Regions from separate parts of the Mus musculus genome. Here all the other regions are linked to region 2. Evidence: chromatin contacts called from public HiChIP or PLAC-seq and promoter capture Hi-C data. All regions are on one chromosome and are shown on one strand. Each heading gives the region's core, a stretch centred on a gene start, on an enhancer-like site or on the middle of the called end of the contact. The rest is flanking DNA. Distances are from core to core; before and after follow the strand shown. Region 1 holds the start of Ap2b1 (adaptor-related protein complex 2, beta 1 subunit). Region 2 holds the start of Tmem132e (transmembrane protein 132E). Region 3 holds the start of Slfn9 (schlafen 9). Region 4 holds the start of Slfn5 (schlafen 5).

Region 1 (2,777 bases), core at 102-2,601, 910 kb before region 2:
CACCTACTCAGTTCTCAGTTTACATGCCCGCCCGCCTCACTTAGTCATCACTGGAATGTGTTACCGATGGCTGCACCTACTTCACCTGCCGCTTTCTATTATTACCTTGTAAGTGCACCCTAAGGCTAAGCAGTGAACTGCACAGGAGAGCAGTTAATAATTTAAATTGTTCCTCTCTAAGAGACCACCTTCCTTCTTAGTCACTAGCCTTACTGAGCTTACAGTGTGTTCTTTGTCTTTTAAACCACAAAGGTTGCAAAAAAAAAAAAAAAGTTTGGCCACTAAAATAAAAGAAAAAAAAATCTCCCTTCTAAAAGTAAAAAAATTCAGCGAAGCATCCATGACACATTCACACTGCTTCATAACTAAATTGCTTGAGTTTAATAAGAGCCTTCTCCTAAAAAGAGGGCTGCTCAAAAAGCTAATACATCCTGTGAATTCAAAGAATAAAGAAATAGCAGGAAATTCCAGGGTTTTGTTTTGTTTTTTTTTTTTCACTTCTAGTAGAATTTACAGCCTTGCCCAAACTAGACTGCTCCTGATAACCCCAGGGAATATAGGGAGGGGGGAAAAAAAAAAGAAAAACAAAATTCCATGCTAAGATTTATTTTCCCCTCTTACACAGAGGGTGGGGGTGGCCTCAATTATGCAGGTTTCTCCTTCCTTCCTCGAAGTACAGTTAGTCCCCATTCTCTTTATCCACTTCCCCAGGTCAAGAAATCTGTCCAATTTTCACTAGGTAAGGAGAGATGCCTCTTAACCCCAAATACGTGCGACAAGAGAGGTTTCAGTGACCAAACGGTCGCGGGAATCCCTTCTCCCTAGTCGTGGAGACACGTCGGAGCTTCTTTCTCAATGAACAGATGTCAAACGGGAGAGCTGGGTGGTTCTCCCTCGGCCTCCAGCGGCCACACCCCTGGCCTGAGCCTTCCCCAAGCCGGTCTTCGGAACCTTGCTTCGCTCCGAAGCCCCCAACTCCCGCTGCTACACCGGAGCGCAGCCCCAGGCCACCACGGTCACTACGATGGAGGCACTTTCTCCCAGCTTTTCCCTCACAACGGTCACACCCGAGGACTCCTTCCACCCTCAACCGTCACGCTCCTCGGCTCTCCTTTCCTCCTGAGCCTATGACCCGGCTTGGGGCTCCCCTCCCTCACAAGCACCGCGAGTCAGTCAGGGCACACCCCAAAGCCAGCCGCCTTGAACTCACCGGAGGCAAGGGCGGGGTGGCGGCGGCGGCGGCGGCAGTCGGAGAGCACAGCCGGGGTGGTGGTGTAATGGTTTCCTGCCCGTCACGATTCTCTCTAGATCTAAGCCACTGCGCAAAACCCAATTTGCCAGGGACAAAGATGGTGAGCCGGAAGCTTTGGCGTAAGAGAATCTCGCCGCCTGACGTCATCTGGGTGCGCGGGAGAACCAAACGGCCAGGTCGTGTCTGTCGCCTCAGCAACGGAAAGGTTTCCCTGTCTCAGGGATAGGGCAGTTGCCTATACACTCAGGAGACCCGCAGTTGCTTTCCCACCGGATATCTTCAATAAGTGGGTATTTTCGGGATTTATTCCCGTGAACAAGATTTTTGTGAAACCTGTGTGAGATATCCTATTTGCTCAAACACAAACCTCAGCTAATTTGCTTGTAAGGTTAAGAAGCCCATAGAGGTGATAGAAACCAGGACTACAGACGGACGGATGAACTAGGAGACGGCGACTCAAAGATGGCTAAGAAGCATTCAGATCTGAGTTTGAATCCCTACATTGAACAAGACTGGAGAAACTTATTAGCGCCCCCTTCCTGCCCCGCCCTTAGGCTTGAGTGGTATAAGGTACCTAAAACAGGTTGTGGATACAGGTTTCATTAGGAAACTATAAACTGGTACAGGCGTTTAGTTACCATGTCCAGCTTCAAAAGAAAAGAAAGACCAACGTCGGGCTGTGTAACTCAGACAAGCCTAAAACTAAGCCCTCTTGCTTCTTTCTGCCTCTAGAGCACTTTGAACTTCTCTATCTATATACCTAGACTCCAAGGCTTAGTGGTGCTTCTAACCAGGCACCCCTCACTCTACTATTGAACAATCTTTTTTTTTTCATTTTGTTTTTTAATGTGCATTGGTGTTTTGCCTGCATGTATGTATGTGAGAGAGTGTTCCCCTGGAACTGGAATTTCAGACAGCTGTGAGCTGCTATGCGGGAGCTGGTAACAAAATCCAGGTCCTTTGAAAGAGCAGCTAGTGATCTTAACCACTGAACCATCTCTCCAGCCGCCAGATTTGAAACTTAAAAAACTCATGGTAGGACTGGAGAGATGACTCAGTGTTTAAGAGCACTGGCTGCTCTTCCAGAGGTCTTGAGTTCAATTCCCAGGCAATCCCATGATGGGTCACAACCATCTGTAATGGGATCTGATGCCCTCTTCTGGTGTCTGAAGGCAGCTACAGTGTACTTGTGTACATTAAAAAAAAAAAATAAATCTTTATATATTAAAAACAAAAAACTCAAGGCAACTGGGTGTGGTGGCACAAGCCTTTAACCTCAGCAATCAAGAGGCAGAGGTAAGTTGATCTTTGTGAGTTCAAGGCCAGCCTGGTCTACAATGTGAATTCCTGGACAGCCCGGGCTACACAGAAAACTGTCTTTGAAAAACAAAACAGATGACTTAACCCAATTACATTTATTTACTGAGCATCTATTAAATAATTTCCTATGTAACTTACATTTAATATATACTTAAGATCTCCAAACCTGATGGTCAGGCTTAGCCTTTAATGCCTTCTAATAGAA
Region 2 (2,700 bases), core at 191-2,690:
CAACCTTGAAAATACACCCTACTCGGGGCGAGGGGCGCGGAGGGGGGTTCGTTGCGGAGCAAAAACGAATTAAGAGACCGTGGGGAGGTTCACAGCACACTCAAATCAGGCTGCCAGGGACTGCACAGATTCGGGCAAAAGCTGACCACTACAAACGGACGGTTCTCTCAAACATCCAGATGGCTCGCTCCACTAAGGCCTTCTCCAATTCTGTCCTTGGCTCACCCTCTCGGGAGTGGGGCATCAGAGTCTTATATCCCTAGCTAGTCCTTTGCTGGTTGGGGAATTGTCCCGGGTCAGCTGGTTTCACTTGGGCGCAGCAGAGGGCCGCTTCCCCGCCGCCCCTGCCCCCTTGCTTCCACAGCTCCCTTTCTCTCGTTTAGGTTTGCGCCCCTCTCCTCCTGGAGCATCTCCAGCTTGCGGAAGCCCGCCGCAGCGCCCTCCTGGCTCATCTTGAGTTCCCACTCTGGGTGGGGGAGGTTGTCCTACTACCCCCTGCCTCCAACCTTCATATCCCCCATCTCACTGCTGGGGCGCACCATCCCCGGGTTCCTCCCTCCGTCACCCCTTTCCGGCAGAGCCCAGAGCCCAGGGCGAGCCTGGGGAGCAGACGCAACAGATTGCAGAACGCTGGAGCGCGGCCCCGCTGCCTTCGCGCGCCGCCAGTCTCCCGGCCCGCGCCCGCTGCCCAGACCCCCGCCCGACTTGCTCTGCGAGCCGGCCGGCCATTGAGATGCTGCTCACAAGCCTCCCGGGCCCCAACCGTGCGCGTCCCTGTCCTAGGCCCGCCGCAGGAAGCCAGACAGCCGGCGGCACGGCCCGCACCCGCCTGCGCGCCGGGCCCGGAAGCCGCGATCTCGCCGGTCCCAGTGGTCCCCAGCCCCTCGCGCTGCATGGGGAGCTGCGGCCGGGTACCCGAGACTCGACCTAGCTGATCTCTCGCACCCCTCTAGATATCCGTGAGCTGACACGCCCCCAGGGTCTCGGGTTTTTCCCTGAATTCTAACTCTGAGACCGAGGAATCTACCCCCCCCCCGCCCCAATCTCCCCTGGACCGACCTCGGTCCCCTCAGCGGACTCCCGCTGCAGCCGGGAACCGTGCTGGTAGCGACGGCGGAGAGTCCAGGGGAACACTGGGATGAGGTGCTCCTTCCTTCGGTTCTCTCTGCGCCCCCTCCAGGGGCGCCCGCCGCATCTTCACCCCGAGTCTGCGCCGCGACACTTACCGTGGGCGAGCAGCACAGAGAGGCAGAGTAGGGCGGCGCCGCGGCGGCCCGACATCCCTGGGGCCATGGCCGAAGCGGGGGCAGGAGGGGTCCGAGGGTGTAGAGATCCACGGCGAATTGGTCTCAGGCTGGGCTCGGTCGCCTCCAACTCACTGGCGCCCAGCTGTGTCTGTTGAGGCTTCGGGGGCCAGAAAGCGCAATTCGGGGACACTTTGAGGGGAGGGGCGTCCCGGGCACCACCGGCTACACCCTCGGAGCCGGCGGGGGCGCAGCTCGGGGCGGGAGGAGTCTCCACCTCCCCGGGCTGGTGCCCCCTGCAGGATCTGCGAGGAGAGGGGGGAGCCGCACGTGCGGTCCCAGGGCCCGGTGGCCACCAACGTCCCGGTGGCTGCCGAGGGCCGCGTGCCGAAGCCCCTGGCCTCGCCGCGCCGCTCAGATCCGTACTCGCTCGTAGGTACAGAACCCCAACGCGAACTCGAATCGCCTCGGTTTCGGTGGTAACCCCACATGCACAGCGCGGCTTTCTTCCTCTCCCAAGCGCCCTGCAGCAGTAGGGAAAATCCCAGGTCGGGAGGAAACGGATGATTTCTTTCGCAAAGAGAGAAAATCCAGGCAACTTTAATCCATCCGGGGAAGGAAAAGTTTCCTTGCAGGGATGAGACAGGCGACGCGGGTCGCCACCACCCTAGGCGACGCCCAGACGAAACGTCTGAGGTGGGGGACCAGATGTTTGTCCCTTCGCAGTGCTCGGTCTTGGACTCCAGCACTCTCTCCAGTCTCGACCGGGGTCTGCGCTAGCACAGGCCAACTCGGCGCCGCCTGGCCAGGCTGGGGTTCGGTGGCTGGAGCAAGGGTGGAGCTCTAGGCACTCGCTGCCCCATGGAGATGAAGCTAGGAGAAGCGAAGGAGCGGAAGCGCCAGCTAAGGCGCCCCAGCTCGAGCCGTTTCTTCCCAGAGCGTCTCCTCCAGTATCCAGCCCGTAAGCGTTGTAGGATGAGAGATGGGGTGGTCAGCCCTCGGCAGCACCGGCTACCCTTTTCTTTCCTCTCCGGTAGGGTGTCGCTGTCTCAGCACAGGGGTACCTTGCCCCGCCTCACACCTCTCCTCGCTTTCCCGGGGGAACCTACACAAACCTTGAACTTTTCCGAGGTTCACAGTCTCCGATCCCTCGTCCTACCCATCACCCCCGCCTTGCCCCTGGACACCCGCTCGCCCGTTGCCTCGGTGCGGCAGGGCACAGGCTGTCGCTCTTTCGGAGTCAGTCTGGGCGAGTAGATCGCCGCTCCAGTCCCAGCTACGGGTGGCAAGAAGCGGGAGCGCGGCCAGTGGGCTAAGGCAACCGCACCTGCGCAGCCCCTGGCCGGAGAGGCAGCAGCGGGTACCTAGGCGGCCTAGAAAAGATAGAGATGCCGATAGGGGTCCAGCTCTCCTTGGACGTGGGGTTGGGGAAGAAGAAGAATCAAGGACCAGAGGA
Region 3 (2,700 bases), core at 143-2,642, 600 kb before region 2:
GGAAGTCAGGACTGGAACTCAAGCAAGTCAGAAAGCAGGAGCTGATGCAGAGGCCATGGAGGGATGTTCTTTACTGGCTGGCTTTTCCTGGCTTGCTCAGCCTGCTCTCTTATAGAACCTAAGACTGCCAGCCCAGAGATGGTCCCACCCACAAGGGGCCTTTCCCCCTTGATCACTAATTGAGGAAATGCCTTACAGTTGGATCTCATGGAGGCATTTCCTCAACTGAAGTTCCTTTCTCTGTGATAACTCTAGCTGTGTCAAGTTGACACAAAACTAGCCAGTACAGGAGGGTACATGCATCTGAGAGCAAGTGTTCAACATGGCCAATGACATTGACTCCCTGGAACTGGAGTTACGGGGTCCCTGAGCCAAAGGTGGGTGTTGGGACTCAAACCCAGGTCAACCACAAGAGTGTGCTCAGAGTCTCTGAGCCATCTTCCCAGCCCCCGTAATTATCACAGTTTTGTATTTCTACATTTTATAAGCACCATAATATAGTTGTATCTTTATCTTTTCAGTAATTTTTGAACACTGAAAAAGATAAATTACCTTTTAATATTCACTTAATTACTCCTGTAGTACTGGTTTTATTCATGTGACTCTAAGTGTTACTCTGGTACAAATTTCCATCAGCCTTTAACATTTTTTGTGACAAAGGTCTCCTGGTGACCAAGCCCTTGCTGAATTGTTTTGTTTCACCAGAAAAGGACATCATTAGTTTCTATCCACTAGGTGAAGTGGTGTGTGTGTGTGTGTGTGTGTGTGTGTGTGTGTGTGTGTGTGTGTGTGTTGAATTCTAGGTTGACAGTGTGTATTGAATTCTAGGATGACAGTCTTTTTCATTCAACACTGTACAATCTGGAAAATTAGAATTTTAAAGAAAAAGGACTATGGTGGTAAGAAAATATACTGAAAGGGGAAGTTTGGAACCATGGAAAAACAGGTTTTTAACTAGAATACACATCCTGATGCAGTTAACGGTGTTAACCATGTGTAACAAGTGTACATGCAGTAGGAACACAGAACAGATGAAGATCTGCAAGTACCAGGGGTTAACAGTGGTTAGTTCTCAACTCTGAGCTCAGGAGGTGAGATCCTCACAAAAGCTTCACTCTCACTCTGCTTCCCCCAGACCAGCATGAATCTGAGCTCCTTCAACAGCCCTTCCACAGCAGGGAACCCCCTCAGGCTGAGAAGGCTGTAAGTTCTTGCTATAGGGAGGAAGCCGCCCACAGCCAAGGATGGGGGCTTATCTGGAAAAAGGGCAGCAAGACAGATTCATCAAAACCAGCAGTGAGCTCAGTCTGGCAGCATGCCTGCAGCCGGCCAGAAAATCCGAGCAGTTTCGTTTTCCCAAAAACAAGTAACCCAACCACTAGAAGAATTGAGCCAATTCGCTGTGACCACTGCTAGCCAAACCCATGCTAGACCCGGGGCTGCTCCTCTGAACCTCACAGACAGGCGACCAGTCCACAAATGAAACACCACCTGGCCACAGACCAGAAGATTCTGGGCCGGAGGCTGAGTTCGGGAAGGAAAGGGAGACTTACATTCCTGCCTGTTTCTAAATTCTGCTTTCCCAGCCGGCCAGGGAACAGCGATCAAAAGTCTTTTCTCACAAAATGAAAGTGGTGAGTGAGAGCCACAGAGCTGCGACCTTCAAGGGAGCCAGGGACAGAAGGGTGGCCCGGTGCCAGAGGAAAGGGCCTGGAGAAGAGCTTATCTCCTTTCGAACAAGTTTTATGCTGTCTTGTGTAATTCGTATGAATAGATTCCATAAATTAGTTGGTAAATAGGTACACTTGGGCCGGTGACAGAACACTGGGATATAGGAAGAGCTAGGAGGAAGGAGGAAGAAAGAAGTGGGGAGAAAGCAGATACCAAAAGAAACTAAAAACACCAAGAACAATCCGAACGCCCAATATGGCTAAGGTTCAGAATTATTAAAGTTTAGTTTATTAAGCACATATGAGTTTCAAGCTTCCCGGTATTTAGAAGGCTTCCTATTGGTCTCTGCCCGCGGGCGGGAGAGGGTGGGTGGAGAGTCAGGCAGTGAAAAGGAAAGGCGGGAATTCCACGCCACCTCCGCGCGCTCTGCGCTCTGGGATCCGGAGCGACCAGGACCTGGTGAGACCCTCAGCTCCCCTCCACCTTCCCCGAGGTCCAGCACACCAGAACTGGAACCTGAGCAGCCCAGAAGCCAGGGTGGCACCACTGTGTCTCTCCTGTCTGAAGACCCGGATATTTTCTCAGACTTGGCGACACGTTCCTTTAAAAGTAGGTGCTGAGGACTGGAGGGGCCTGGGAGTGAAAGGGGATGATTCCAGTGGGTGAGAGACTGACCAGCCCAGCACAGGAGAAGGGGGACCCAGATGGGTGAAGGGATGGGGGAGGGAGGCTGTCTCTGTCACTCTAGCTTGCTCTGGCTGGCAATCTCAACAGGAAGTCTCTGAGCTGGTAGAGCCTGTTACTCTTAGTAGGTGCAAGTTAGAGTACAAGCTTTAGGCCCCAAGGTACAGCTTGAAATGACAATGTTGAAAGGGATTCTGTAGATGCCACTGAGCGACCCCTCTCTCTCTAAGATACTGTCTTTAACTGAGCAAGGAGCCAAGAGGCAGAAATATAATTGCTACTATCTAACCCAGGGTTTATAATCCAGAAGCTATGGAAAAGAGCCTAAAATCCGGGGATTTCAGT
Region 4 (2,700 bases), core at 169-2,668, 560 kb before region 2:
CTTCTGGAGATCCACCTGCGACTGTCTTTCCAGTGCTGGGACTAACGGGTGTGGGTCTCACCTGGCATTTTAAGACTTTTAGATGCCTCTAATCTTTGTTTTCCTTCTCCCTTGCTTGTTATAAGTCTAGACTTCTTAGATCCACCAAGTGCCCTCTCAGTGAAAACCTACTGTGTGCTGAGGAGAACAGTGGGCTTTACAAACTGTGCACAATTTAAAAGACACCTCCTCTCCTCCCTTGCAGTTACATAAGAGCAGGAAGTAATACCCTCGAGAAGTTTGAGAGTAGTTTTTCGTTTTGTTTCATATTTTCACCAACAAAGACATTAGAATGTAGAGACTGCCTTTTGGGTCCAGCAGCGACTCCTGAAAGTCCTCCTGCTATGTCAATAATTCAGAAATGGAGTTCTGCTTTCTGATTGGCAGAACTCCTATCCCATCTGGAAAATCCACAGCCATGTCAGTCTCTTCTTTCACTTTCACAAAGATAGAGGCATTTAAAGTTTAAATGTCTTCTGGCATTTAAACCCTTCCATCCGGTTCAGCGTGCTGTGGCACTAAGTCACTGCTCTGCCATAGGTTCAGACACAGAAACCCTCAGTTCCTGCCTATTCCCCTCTCCCACTTCCCCACCACACACACACACACACACACACACACACACACACACACACACACACACACACATTAGGGATCAGTTTCTATTTCCCAGGCACGACAAACCCAGCTTTGGAGAACTTCAGACAGTACACCCACTTCCTCTTAGGGCCTTGCCTCTGAACCACGAGCAACCACCTCACCCCAACCCTAGGACCTGAGGAGCTACTACCAAGTGCTTTCATCTCTCTGATCACTTCCCCTGCCACTTCTGCTTTCAGAACCACCCTGTTTAAAGGGAAACAAAGTCACAGAATCATGCTTTGCAGACCTGCTTCTTTGGTCTGCCCACTGAATTGTTGTTAACCGCGTTATCAGTTATCACAGACACTGGGCTCTGTAGGCACCAAGCCAGAGGTTTAAAGGTGACTCTGGTGATAGACCGGACACTTCTCGTCTCCTCCCCGAGATAGGTCCCTCTCCTCACTCGGCCACCTTCCCCGGGACTTCCCTTCCCAAGCCTTCAACACCTCCGGCCCTCTGCCGCCTAAGCCTATGGGCCCCAGATGCTTCCCAGCCGGCTATCCATGGATGTTACCACAGGTTATAGGAAGCGAACTCTGGAATTCAGGCGCGGCACCCTGCCTCCCCACAACCTCGCGGGGGAACCTGATGACCCTGGATCTGATAAAAAAACTTGTGCAAAAGACTAAGAGGAACCCGTTACCCGCCGGAGTCTGTCCTCCGCAGCCCGCAGGGCGCCCCGTCTCCTGGAATCAGAGCTGATGTCCTGGGTCCAGAGTGGAGACCTCTACCCTGTGTGCTCTTGTCCTTAAATCAGCTGAGCGCAGTGACATCGCATGGGGCGGGGCAATCTGCAGAAAGCAGTCCTGTTCCATGGACCAGGAAACCCCAGTGCTTCCAGTAACCTCAGTTAACTTTAAGAAAGAGAAGAGCTTTTTTTTTTTTCTTTTTCACTTTGAAGGGGCGTTAATAGTTCTTACGGCCACTCAGGGAAGGAAACCTGGCACAATCCCATGTCCCCCAAACCTCCCCGACCCTACTTGACCCTTCACGGGACCCTTCAGACTCCACTGCTCCAGGGTCCCTCTCCTCGGTGCCTGAAAGTCCCTCAGTTTCCCTGGTTTCTGCTGGAATCCTCACAGCAAGATCTTCAGCTTACCAAGGACAGCGATCTTCAGGATGATGGGTCGGTGGAGGCACCTGGAAAAACAAGAGGCAGAAAATTAAAGCCCTCCTTTTTTTTTTTTTTATTACGTATTTTCTTCAATTACATTTCCAATGCTATCCCAAAAGTCCCCCACCCCCGACTCCCCTACCCACCCATTCCCATTTTTTGGCCCTCCTTTATCTCCACTTCCCCAAACGTTCCAGATTGTTGATATCCCCCGCGTCCCACCCCCGCCCTGCTTTCCTCTACCTTTACCCTCCAGGCGCGGTTTCCTGCAGAACAAGTTGCTGCTTGGGGGCTGAAGGGGGGGACAGGGTAGTTCGAAAGGATCCAGAGCAGGATATGCTGCAACTGGGAGTGAGGGTGGAGGCGGAAAAGGACTGAGCTCCCAGGGGGCTAACTCCAGCCTAGATTTCCCGACCCTAAGCATTCCTCCAGTCCTGGAGCCAACTGTCCTCTCCTGCCCTTCTTTGCGCTTCTTAATGTTCTGGCGAGTACATATTTCTCTTAACTCTTTACAACTCAGGCATGGATACCCCCAGAACCCCTGGAGCTGGGGGAACAAATCAGGTTCCCTCCTCCCCAACAGACTAAAGAAGCAAGCTAAAGGAAGCGGAAAGGGGGAGGGGTGCTGTTAAAGAGATTTAAAGCCATTAATAATCTCTCTATTAGTTAGAGACTCAGCTGCCAGCACTTTCCCTTCTCCTGCAGTCAACACAGTTGGAGGCTGCAGTCAGTAAGTCCAGAAAAGCCCAAGGGTGTCACAGAGAGATTCATGTTGGATTCTGTAGCCTTGTGACTCATGGGGGGAGGGGGTGGAGAAGGCACGGGGACTGGGACCTGGCGACCACACCCTTTCATAGCAGCCAGAAGCATAAAGCCTGGTCAGCCTTTTTACATTTCTTCTTTGA

What was found. Promoter capture Hi-C pulls out the DNA fragments that hold promoters and counts their contacts. HiChIP or PLAC-seq counts read pairs in DNA pulled down with a chosen protein or histone mark.
Region 1: a promoter capture Hi-C map of embryonic stem cells shows a contact between it and region 2, with 2.6 times the contacts expected there. The contact joins the promoter of Ap2b1 here to the promoter of Tmem132e in region 2. A contact is called at or near these places in 1 of 39 promoter capture datasets (embryonic stem cells) and 1 of 115 datasets of contacts at active chromatin or transcription factors (embryonic stem cells).
Region 3: a promoter capture Hi-C map of embryonic stem cells shows a contact between it and region 2, with 2.7 times the contacts expected there. The contact joins the promoter of Slfn9 here to the promoter of Tmem132e in region 2. A contact is called at or near these places in 1 of 39 promoter capture datasets (embryonic stem cells), 2 of 484 Hi-C or Micro-C datasets (embryonic stem cells and palatal mesenchyme) and 1 of 115 datasets of contacts at active chromatin or transcription factors (stem cell-derived neural progenitor cells).
Region 4: a contact with region 2 is called in an H3K4me3 HiChIP or PLAC-seq map of embryonic stem cells, with 19 read pairs. The contact joins the promoter of Slfn5 here to the promoter of Tmem132e in region 2. A contact is called at or near these places in 1 of 39 promoter capture datasets (hippocampal neurons), 1 of 484 Hi-C or Micro-C datasets (olfactory sensory neurons) and 5 of 115 datasets of contacts at active chromatin or transcription factors (embryonic hindbrain, embryonic stem cells and stem cell-derived neural progenitor cells).

What each region holds. Positions count from the first base shown.
Region 1 is chr11:83,301,271-83,304,047 of GRCm38.p6, reverse strand. Ap2b1 (adaptor-related protein complex 2, beta 1 subunit) reads right to left here and starts at 1,351. Exons shown (of 22, transcript NM_001035854.2): 1 at 1,211-1,351.
Region 2 is chr11:82,387,640-82,390,339 of GRCm38.p6, reverse strand. It overlaps Tmem132e (transmembrane protein 132E), which reads right to left and starts at 1,440. Exons shown (of 9, transcript NM_001304439.1): 1 at 1,227-1,440. The coding sequence starts at 1,293.
Region 3 is chr11:82,990,522-82,993,221 of GRCm38.p6, reverse strand. It overlaps Slfn9 (schlafen 9), which reads left to right and starts at 1,392. Exons shown (of 5, transcript NM_172796.2): 1 at 1,392-1,634.
Region 4 is chr11:82,950,820-82,953,519 of GRCm38.p6, reverse strand. Slfn5 (schlafen 5) reads right to left here and starts at 1,418. Exons shown (of 6, transcript NM_183201.4): 1 at 1,325-1,418. The region is part of intron 1 of Slfn5os (schlafen 5, opposite strand); the gene reads left to right.